Regions from separate parts of the Zea mays genome. Here all the other regions are linked to region 4. Evidence: chromatin contacts called from public Hi-C data. All regions are on one chromosome and are shown on one strand. The core of a region is the stretch at or near the end of the contact, and the rest is flanking DNA. Distances in the headings are between cores, read along the strand shown.

What was found. A called contact is a pair of places that touch in the nucleus more often than the background predicts.
Region 1: a Hi-C map of leaf mesophyll shows a contact between it and region 4, with 1.8 times the contacts expected there. The contact joins the promoter of LOC100280772 here to the promoter of LOC100191328 in region 4. A contact is called at or near these places in 2 of 25 Hi-C or Micro-C datasets (leaf and leaf mesophyll).
Region 2: a contact with region 4 is called in a Hi-C map of bundle sheath, with 4 times the contacts expected there. The contact joins the promoter of LOC100278506 here to the promoter of LOC100191328 in region 4. A contact is called at or near these places in 6 of 25 Hi-C or Micro-C datasets (bundle sheath, ear, endosperm and 1 more).
Region 3: a Hi-C map of endosperm shows a contact between it and region 4, with 3 times the contacts expected there. The contact joins the promoter of LOC100193276 here to the promoter of LOC100191328 in region 4. A contact is called at or near these places in 4 of 25 Hi-C or Micro-C datasets (bundle sheath, endosperm and leaf).

What each region holds. Positions count from the first base shown.
Region 1 is chr5:211,245,906-211,248,605 of Zm-B73-REFERENCE-NAM-5.0, reverse strand. LOC100280772 (protein translocase/ protein transporter) reads right to left here and starts at 1,387. Exons shown (of 3, transcript NM_001153694.1): 1 at 1,277-1,387; 2 at 766-1,183. The coding sequence starts at 1,069.
Region 2 is chr5:210,872,646-210,875,345 of Zm-B73-REFERENCE-NAM-5.0, reverse strand. It overlaps LOC100278506, which reads right to left and starts at 1,408. Exons shown (of 1, transcript NM_001151762.2): 1 at 312-1,408. The coding sequence starts at 1,183. The coding sequence ends at 608.
Region 3 is chr5:211,203,398-211,206,097 of Zm-B73-REFERENCE-NAM-5.0, reverse strand. LOC100193276 reads right to left here and starts at 1,360. Exons shown (of 2, transcript NM_001352183.1): 1 at 920-1,360; 2 at 1-269. The coding sequence starts at 1,271.
Region 4 is chr5:211,065,194-211,067,893 of Zm-B73-REFERENCE-NAM-5.0, reverse strand. LOC100191328 (delta-12 fatty acid desaturaseFAD2) reads left to right here and starts at 1,448. Exons shown (of 2, transcript NM_001136762.1): 1 at 1,448-1,582.

The DNA of each region.
Region 1 (2,700 bases), core at 138-2,637, 180 kb before region 4:
ACCCCAAATGACAGTACCTATGGCATAATGCTCAGTGCGATCATTTCTAAACCAGGGAACACAAATTGGACAATGGAGCGAATATTATGAAACAACTGTTTGACCCGTATCTGTCCACACAATAACTCTTACTGTGTAGTCACCAGAAGTCACTAGATATAGGAGCACAAACTATGCCGTCATCCATATTTAGGGTGAACCAATCCAAAATGCTCCAGACACCCAAAGAGTAATAATTTCAAATCACATATTTCTCTTTGCAATTTACCGACACAATGTGTGCACTGATCTACAGACACAATGTGCAAGCTAACAAAAAACTGTTAACTATGGACGTTATGTTCATGGGACTATTGACAAAGCAATGTACAATGGTACAAGAGCTTTCTTTTAATTGCTACAAGGGTTATGCCTATTCAGTGACATGAATAAACAACATTTCCAGTGACTCAGAAAAAGATACAACTAAACTATGCATCAATTTGATCCCAAAACCCAGAACTACTCCTTTATGATTTGAGCTCAAGCTTCACTAATTAGACCCAACAATCACCCATAACCTAGCTGACTTATACCATCACATCATGTCAAATATATGGCAGTGAGTAACAATCTCAATTCCCACTTCCCAGTTAACCTCTACATGTCTGCATGCCAGTATCATCAATAAGTAAGAAATTTAGGGCATCAGAAGCGACCAGAAACTAAAGCCAAGGCTTCCCAGGTGCATTTGTTCCCTTGTTAGAAAGGGTTCGAGTTTCTAACCTCTGTAGCCGCAGACAGAGGCTCCGGCAACGAACGCGCCGACGGCCCCGTTGACGAAGTCGCGCTTCTTGCGCTGGCTCTGCACGAGCTGCTCGACGCCGATGTAGAGGCCCCCGATGGTGGCGAAGGTGGCCCCGTAGGTGCCGCACATCTTGAGCGTCCGGATAAGGCCAGGGAGCGCGACGTGGCGCTCCACACGGGGCACGTCGTACCAGGTGGCGACGACGGTGCCCCAGATGGTCCCCGCGGCGAGTCCTGTCACCGCACCCTTCATCGTCTTCGTCAGCGGCGAGTCATCCTCCATCCTCGTTCCTCCGGTTCCTGCACGACAGGTGCAGCGAATCAAAGCCGCACGTGACTCGGGCGGGATCCGGCGAGCGCAACCCTCCCTCGGCGGTTGGCAGAACGAGATCGGGATCTAGCAGCACCGTGCACTTGGCTTAGATGGGCGTTGGGGGTGAGGCTGGCCCCTTGTTGGGAGAGGAGTTCAGCGGAGAGGGGAGCGGGTTACCTGTCTCGAGACTGCGCGGTGTGTGCCGGCGGCCGTCGAGTGCCGAGGCGGGACGGAGAAGGCTGAGGGTTCAGGGGCGGACGGCTGGAGGTCTCGGGGTAGAAATGGAATCGCCAATCGCGTCGTTGGGAGACGAGAGAGACACAGGAAGAGGAGCAGCGCCGTAGGAGTGGGGAGCCCGGTCGCGGCGGCGTCGGTGCCGGGTTCCGGGCCTGTTTTGCGCGTGGGCTGCTTCGCTGCTGCGGAAAAGCCTGGTCTGTCTACGTGGGCCTTACAAAAGGATCACGTTAGAAATTCAGACGCAGAGTAGCGAGTACGTAGCAGACTAGCACATGTACATCCAATTTTTTTTTAAAAAAAGTACATCCAGATTCAACTAATTAATTAATCACTCACTCGGTTCCAATTTATAAGTTGCAGCTATTAGGCATCTTTAATATAGAGATCTTTGATCTGGATGGGGGTTCAGCATGTAGCCATGTACAACAGAAGTTAGCCTGTTTTCTTCAAGTACTCGGATTCTGTCTGGCAAGCAACCCCAACCCCCAGACGCACAGTTTCGTTGGACTGAGTCAGGAACCAGGATCCGGAACCCTGCATGGATGGGTAGCTGGCTATTGCCTGGCAGGCAGCATCCAAACAAGCCTGAATTACGAAACCTACCCTGCCAGCTTCATGTTGTTCTCTTGTTCTTCTTGTTCTTCAATCCAGCTCCCTGCTCGGTACCGGTCGGTTTATCGAAACCGCCTTGATACAGTTTCAGATAACCACCGTTTTTTAAAATTTGTTCTAATTCAAAAAATTTTAAAAAAATCATAAACCCTGAAAACCGCCGGTAAACCGTTTTTTGGACCGGTAAACCGTTATTTTAGACCGGTAAACCACCATTTTTTGCCGGAAAACCGGATTTAATGTTAAGATTGACTTCCACTTTAGACATTTAGCGGTCAATTTAGGCATATTAGTCTTGTTTACTGTTATATGCTATATATGAAGATGAAACCCGTATCTCAAGTCAAGTTTAGGTATTTAGTGGTCAATTTTGGTTTCATTTCCTATCCAAGATGGAATCCGTAGATCAAGTAGCTTCATTTCTCTAACTATTCGTCTGGACAAGATCCAATCTAGAACTTTTAGCTCCAGTTCTTCTTTATGTGTTCCTAAGATTTGCTAATCAGGAGAAAAGTCCAACACTTGGTGAGGTGCACATGCAATACACAAACACCAAACACACATACATGTATGTTTTTTTTGCTTTGTGTATAAGTATTTATCTGTCGTTTTTGTTTTCTCGCTAATGTATCTCATATCTTTTGTATAGACCTGTCACTATCACTATGACGGATTGGAACAATATCACGATCCTTCCAACATGCCTGAGTACTATCACTATGACTCGAGCTGAACATGTGAGTATTGTGAAA
Region 2 (2,700 bases), core at 159-2,658, 190 kb after region 4:
ATACCGCTCACGGCCGGTGACCATTGATTCCATGAACCGTCTACCGGCGGCAACTCTCGTTTGAGAATAGTTGCTTCCCAAGTTGACAGGTATCTTGTGAATTTTTCCAGCTGTTTTTGCGTCGCATTGACCAGGAGTAGTACAGGCTTCCAGGAAACGCGTGCACCGACACCCATACATGCTGGCAGAATGTTACAGGTTCGCTGGGCAGGGCAGCCGATGAAAAGACACATCAGATCTGGCTGAGAGCCTGAGACTACTCAAGAACCGAGGGGCACAATTTGCATCAGTTTTATTTAACAGTACAAGATCAACAAAACATTTTACATTTACATCGTCCAAAGAACGAACCCAAAAGAATAATATAAAGAAAGAACGGGCATGTAGTATAACACTTGTTCACCTCTACAGGGGCACTAGATCTACACAGATCACAGAACGGTAATCCTACATTCCATTTCATTCATCATCAATTCAACGACATCTTCACCGTCGATCTCACGCACCTGTAACCTGAATCTTCTTCTTCCCGCGCCTCTCAGCGCTCTCCATCCCTGGATCTGGAGGAGACCGGCCGCAGACGGCACCGGCAACCGCGAGACGCTGCCTAGTGCGCCATGGCGTGGCCGGTGTGGTGGAAGCTCTGCCGCTGCGCGTAGGCGAACGACGCCGCCGGCTTGCACTGGACGCTGTGCGCCGCCGCGGCCGACGACGACGGCAGGGACTGCTGCTTGTGCGTGGTGGGGAGCGAGTGCGCGGACGCGACGAGGCGGCGGACGCCGGACCGCATCTTGAACAGGATGTGGGCCCAGGTGCCCCTGCTCTGGCGGCCCAGCGCGGCGACCTCCTCCTCGTTCATCTCGAGGTCGCCCGCGAACCCGGGCTTCTTGGACAGGAGCCAGCCGACGCCCCACTGCCACCACTGCCTCAGGGAGCCGCCCCCCGCGGCGAAGGCGGCGCCGAGGGAGGGCGCCGACTTGGAGCGGCGGAACGCCCACTCGGCGGCCGACGCGGAGGAGATGGGCTGGATCTTGCCGGAGAAGCTGGACAGCCGCTTCCTCAGGCCCATGAGGTGGCTCTCCTCCTTGCTCTTGCCGCCGCCCTGGAAGGTGGGCAGCTCGTCCTTGAGCGGCCTGGTCGGCAGGAACCTCGCCTTCTGGATGTTCTCCAGGATGGTGGCCATGGCCGGACCCGACGACTAGAGTCTAGTAGAGGCAAGCAAGCAAACCAAATAGAGAGAGAGAGAGAGAGACGGAGGGGAAGAGAAGAGGATGTAGAACCAAGCTCCAAGCCTTCAAGAGGGGAGGGCAATGGCTTGGCTTTCTCCTCCTGCTCTCTCACCCCCCAGATCAGATCTTTCCCTGCCTTCTTTTGATGGAGGACGGGAGGAGGAAAGGAAGGTGAGGTATGCGTATGCGTTGTGCTGGCGCGGTGTTTGTGCCGCAGCCACAGCAGCTTGCCTCCGCCTGGACAGGCTGGCTTTATTCATGCATGAGGGGGACACCAACGAGGTGTGCAGTTGAAAGTTCCTCGTAGCTTTTTTGTGAACACAAGAACGTGCTATAACGCGAGGCGACGTGAATGATGAATTACCAAAACCCCTTTTTTTTTTTTGCCTTCCTGCGACTCCTCCAAGTCAGGCAGCTCAGACACACTGGAGCCGTGTTGGCAAAAATGATGGGTGGCGGCAGCTGCTGGTGCGGTGCAGGCCTCGATACGGCCACCTGGCAGCAGCTTTTGACGTCCACCAAGTGGTGTGCTGTCCGGTCCTGTGTAGGTTGGTTCAGCTTCAGCAGCTCATGCCACCAACTCATGTCAACAGCTGCCCTCTGTCTGATTATTTGGGGGATTTTTAAAACTGCGCTTTTATCTCAGCATTGCTGCTCAATTTTCTCCTAAAAATGAATCATCCATTACTACTGTACAGGCACAATTTTGAAAATCATCTCAAACAACATGAGCTTTAAATTGTTAGACTGCATCGAACAGCTTATCGTCGTGCAAAACACTGTTTGTTCGCAGATTACAGTTTAAATATAGAGATAAAGATAGGTAGCGTCCTTCTATAGAGTGGAATGGTGACGGGTGAGTTTTTTTTCACTTCTTCACGAGACCTACCTTGTTCGGTTGCATCTTTGCGGGGGGATAGAGGATTGAGTGGCACTAAATCATTTTCTATTTAATTTTAACTAAAAGACATTTAATCGTATCTAATCTTCTTCAATCCACTTTTAAAACGAACAAACAATGAGGCATGGATGTATCTTTCTTTTTTTGAAGGATGCAGTTATAAGGCTGTCTCCAGCAGCCTATTCATCTTATCTCACATCTCATCTCATATTTTAAAATTCACCCTGCAACATTGCAGGCTACATTGTGAAACGGTGTTTTATGTGATCATATGCATAATATGCCGGAGATAGGTTGAGAAAAAGAATAAACCGAAGCTGCATCTGTTTATTTGATTAACGTTTACTTAAAAAAAGTTGGGCAGCTGCGGGCGCACCGAAGGATCCACATGAGAACATGGGGAGGAGGCGCTGGGCCAATGAAACTTGTCTGTCCCCGCCTGCTACCGAAACGTTTTGTCATGTTTGGGCTCCGCATCGTACGGACTAGTAGGCTTTAAGGTAGAGCTTTTTCAGCAAATGCTTCTCCACAGCCAATCTACCTTCACAACACATCCGGGTGGTGCAAGAC
Region 3 (2,700 bases), core at 111-2,610, 140 kb before region 4:
AGGGCCCTCCATTTGGAAGTGCCCAGCTCCTTCAATCAAGTGTGTATCAGCCCGTCCAGCTGCAGATTTGAGCTTGTTTTGCAGTTGTTTCACACTGGTGAAGCCATCTTTGGTCCCCATGATGAAAAGCTTTGGTTTTTCAGACTTGAGTATAGCATCATTATGCCTTCCGAATAGGACTGAGGCCATCAGACCAAAGGGGTACCCGATGCTAACGTAACCAATCACTTCATCCACTTTATCAACTGCAGATCCGGCAATTGGTGCCCCTGCATCAAGGAATTATTGTTAGATACATGCCTAAACACAACACATCAGCTTCATAAAGACAGGAGAAGACTTGTATGCAGAATACCACATCTTAATTCTTCGATGCAAACTAAACAAACTTCATCTTCCTCAACTAGCTCACTGACAATTGCAGCCATACAGGAAGCAGACATCCAAAACTACTTTGCATTTCTGGGAGGGTTTGCTGAAAGCTGTGTAGATTACTTAACAATAAACCTTTTGCCACTATATTTTCTTAAGGATATCTGACAGAAATTTAGGTCCCTAAATAAAACTAGATGAAATATCAATGCCCATCTGCTGATTACAGATACAAATTTGGAGTGTACAGACTGAAACGCAGAAATTCCATGAGGACAAACGTCTGAGCTTCCTATTTGTATTCAACACATACATCAACAGCTACTATTTGCTTACAGGCCCGAATGACTGCGGAGAGAATTGTAATTTGTACAATTAAATTTGACCAAAGAGAGCTTCAGAAAAGCGAAACTGTTCGATCATTTTGACTTGATTACCGCAGCAGTCTGACTGTGCGACGGTTTCACGCTTCATGAACTGAAAAAAAAAGGTACGGGTCGCGACAGGGTTTCGCCTCATTGGGGAGAGGCGAAAAAATGGAGTCTACCAGCTGAGGATCCGACGAGGAGGATGCCGCGCGGCTTGATGTTCTCTGCGACCCATCGGCAGACGGCGACGACGTCCCCGACTTCGGTGGAGCCCGTGAGCGACGCCCGCCCCGTGGACCGGCCCGCGCCGCGCATGTCGAAGGTGACGGCGGTGTAACCCCGCCGCGCGACGCCCTCCGCCATCCCCCGCAGCAGGCCCTGCACGCCGCCGAGGATGGTGTAGGGATGCACCAGCACCACCGCCACATCCTCCCTCGGCTCCGGCTCCAACCCCGTTCCGGACGCGGGGGGCTTGAACAGCCGCACGCTCAGCTTCGCGCCGTCCCTCGTCTCCACCGTCGTCCACTCCATCTCGCTCGCTCGCCCAGTCCACCTCGCCTAGTTCAGCATGCCTGTCCTGATTTGATCTGTCCGCTGCTCTGCTTTGTTCGGGTCTGGTCGGGTAGGTTTCTGGTGGGTGCGAGTAGTTGGCGCAGTTATTGTTGTATGGGCCGCTAGCCCATGTTGTCAGTGCATTTACATGGGCCTGTTTATGTATGAATGTTGGGCCTCTTTTATGTATGGATGCGCGGAGCCGCGGACCCAAGTTCTGGCTGGCCATGTAGGGCCAGTGGCAGGCTCGTCGCTGCATCTGAAGCAGTCCCGCAGCCGAGCTATACGGGCCTGGGACCCTGTCATAAAACAAACGACATAAGGGCCTCGGTTGCATCAGGACTAAAAACTTTTTAGCGTAGGATAGCGTGCTAAGGCCTAAGGCTATCCGCACTCATACTACTCTAAATTTCTACTCTAAAAAGAATATTCTGTCCTGATCAGCAAAATTTTTTACTCTATACCACAATCCTCCGCACTCATGTTTACTCTATATCTCAACCCTATACCAATTATCATATATAATATTATTTCTACCATATATTCTATTATTTCTCTCTCCTGAGCAGCCTCCCTTGCCCGCCTCCGGCCCCACCTCGGGACCCACCTCTGGCCTGTCCAGTTGCACGGCTAGGAACCCTGAAAATAGCGTTCACGTGCTCTCTCTGCTTTAGAGTAGACGATAGAGCGGCTCGCTGCACTGAGTTTTTACTGCATACATCACTTGATATGGATAGCGTTCCTTTTCCAGTATCCGACTGCGGCCAGCCTAAGAGCAACTCTAATAGTTCTCTGAAAGACTCCTTAAATCAATAATTTAGGTAACTAATCTAAAATCTCCTCTCCAATAGTTCTCTAAATAAACTTCATAAATTTAGATACTCCTCATCTAACCTTATTTTCTCTCTATATTTAGCAACCATTTACCAACTCCCTAAAAAAAATGACGGTAATTTTTGTATTTCGCTGCCTTTTTCACTTTGTAGTAAAGATATATTAACAGAGCCCATGCGTCGGACAACAATAGTCATCTAGAGATTAAATAATTGCCGATACAATAGCCGCACGTGCACATGTTGGAAATAAACAAATAAATAATTGCAACCATAAATCAAAAGGTCAACACAACTCACCAAGTTGAATATGTCATCGATGATGGTCCCACTCAAATAGGTGACATGTTAAATTTTAACATATTTAGAAAGTAATATATAGAGAACTGTTGGAGGAGATGATTTTTTTGTTTCCTATATTATTTAAGGACTTGCTAAATCTAAGATTTAGGTAGTATAATTATACATAACTATTGGAGTTGCTCTAACATGGGTGGTCTGTACACAGCTGCAAACGGGTCCACACTGCAAAACATTGGGTGTCAGGCACTAGTTAACAGTTGTGGCTCTCACAC
Region 4 (2,700 bases), core at 199-2,698:
CTGCTTTCAAATTTGTACTATAGAAAAGCTGTTTTTTCAAAGCAGCTGAGAAAAAGATGAACCCATTTGGTTTCGAAGCAGAAGCAGCATGTTCAAAAAGCTAAACCAAAACACACCCTAGCTTGTTATTTTTTAGTTTTAGGGGGTGTTTGAATGCACTAGAGCTAATAGTTAGTTGCTAAAAATATATGAAGACATCCAAACAGTCTAGCTAATAGTTCATGTATTAACTATTCGTAGCAAATTATCTAATAGTTAGTTATCTATTTGTTAGCTAGCTAATTCACTAATAAATTTTTTAGCCAACTAACTATTAGCTCTAGTGCATTCAAACACCCCATTAGTTCATTTAAATAGAAGACTAAAATTATAACCAACTTTTAAAATGTTTAAACTTATAAATATCTTTCTCTATTCTTATTCTATATAAAGCACCACTTCCAACGGTCATCTCATGTCACCCTTCCTGCTTAATGCAAAAATAAAATAAAATTATATATAAATGGAGGTTTGAACCTTGATTGTTGCTCCACGTTTACACCTATCTAACCAATATAACACACACATGTGTCGTATTAAAGCAAAGTTTACTCATATAGTCATATGATACATATAAAAACCATGACAATGCATGAATAACGACTAGTATTATTATATGACTAGTTTCCATGCGATTGTGGAATATATATTGTGCTTAAATTTCTAATATATGAGTGGTAATTGGATATATGTGGGGTGACTAGGGGGCTTTTTTCGTCGTACTTACAAAAATTCCTTAATCATGAGTCACTAACATGACTTCTTATATATACCACCCGCCTCTAAATAATGACAAAATAGATAAATTTTCCGGTGACTAGGGTCTGTTTGGATTTCATGCTATAAAGTAAAAGCAAATAAAGTTTAGTTATTTTAGGAGGTAAAGATCCAAACAGGAAAATATAAAAAGTGACTAGAATGGTGAAAAAATAAATTTATTTATAGGCTGCACGTCACACAATTTATAGTTCATCGAGTCACACAATTTACTTAGTTAATAATTCGATAGGCTGTACGAGTGTACGTTTCGTTGCGGACACTATTGCCAGTTAAAATAAAATCTCGAATGAAAAATAAAGATAATCAAGCGGCGTTTTCTTTTGTGAACCAATCGTTTCAAAAGAGAACTCAAATATGGCGATGTCCCCCTGTTTTCCCGAGGGGACCCCGTCCGTTGGATGTGAGCCACGAGCCCACGAACGGCCCGCGGCCGGCGCCGCGCGATCTGGGTCACGCCTCCCGGGGTGTAGCCAAACAGGGTTATACACGTGGACGGGGCCAGATTTCCCGTTGCCGACGTGGTTAGTGCGTCCCATCTGCCCCTCGGGCCCACGCGCCAGGGAGGCCGCGCCCGCTTTTAAATAGCGCCTCTCCCCGGCGGAATCGGAGGCGGCCAGGCTCCCTCCTCCTCCCTGCAAATCCTGCAGACACCACCGCTCGTTTTTCTCTCCGGGACAGGAGAAAAGGGGAGAGAGAGGTGAGGCGCGGTGTCCGCCCGATCTGCTCTGCCCCGACGCAGCTGTTACGACCTCCTCAGTCTCAGGTACCCGCATTAGCCTTCCTCTATTCTGGATGATCCCCCCTGCCAGTGTTTCATAGATTGTTCTGAATGGATTGATGAGGAATCGACCGGAGTTTCGGTTTTGGGTTGCTGAGCTCGGCAGCAGGGTGACAGTTCGCCGTAGCGGGCTCGTGACCGGCCGTCGCCGGCGGGGCGGGTCCGGCCGAGCTCGTGTCGTCGATCCGTAGCGTTGGGTCTGGGAGAAAGTAATGGGATGCGGCCGAACTCGCCGTAGCCCCCGCCGGTCGAGCTTGACATCGATCTCACCGGCGGGCATCCGCAGAGGCCTTGCGCTGCCGATGTGGATTTGCCCAGATTAGTCCTGGCAAAGCGCGCTTGTTTCCCATCTCATCAGATCTGTAGGATTCAGCGAGTGGTGCCGATCAGATATTTTGCCCGTGCAATGGATCCATGATCTCTGCCCCCTCCTGCCCACTCGTTTCGGGAACATGACATGCCACTTTTGGCCACGAACTTTTCGCAGCTCCCGTCAATCTTGTGGGTAAAAGCTGCAACCTTTACAGGCCTAGCCTCTTTCTTTAGGCGTTCGGTCCCTCCATGACAGCCATCGCTGCGCCTGCGCCCTCCCCATGATGGCCAACTGCTCCGTTGTTCTAGCTTCTAATTTTTTTTACTGGTACTATTAGCTAAGCACGGAGTTGGCGACAATTGCACCCAAGAATTGACTGACCTTTTAGCTCCAGCAATTGCTGTGTCTAGGAAGCAACTCGTTCTGCTTTGGTCACACATAAAAAAATATCTACTTGTCCAGATGGGAAACCGTATATGCTTTTCTAGGAATTTGGATAGAAAAAAATAGAGCGCGTTCCTTTCAATCCCAGTCATCACACGCTCGAGGTCGAGGGCAGGAAGCCGCCGCCGCCGGCGGCGGCAGCGGGGATGGGGAGCTCGTTCCGTGGGTCTTGTCTGCTTGACCTAGAAAACGGCATCGTGATGAACGACGCGCTACCGTCCGATGCCTTGGGATTTTGGACGGTGGCGACTGTCTCCTCCCACGTGGCCACGTACAGTCAAAAACCGAGACAGAAAAAGATTTCACCTACTCCGCCTCACCTTCGGCATGGGCCGGCGGCATGTCA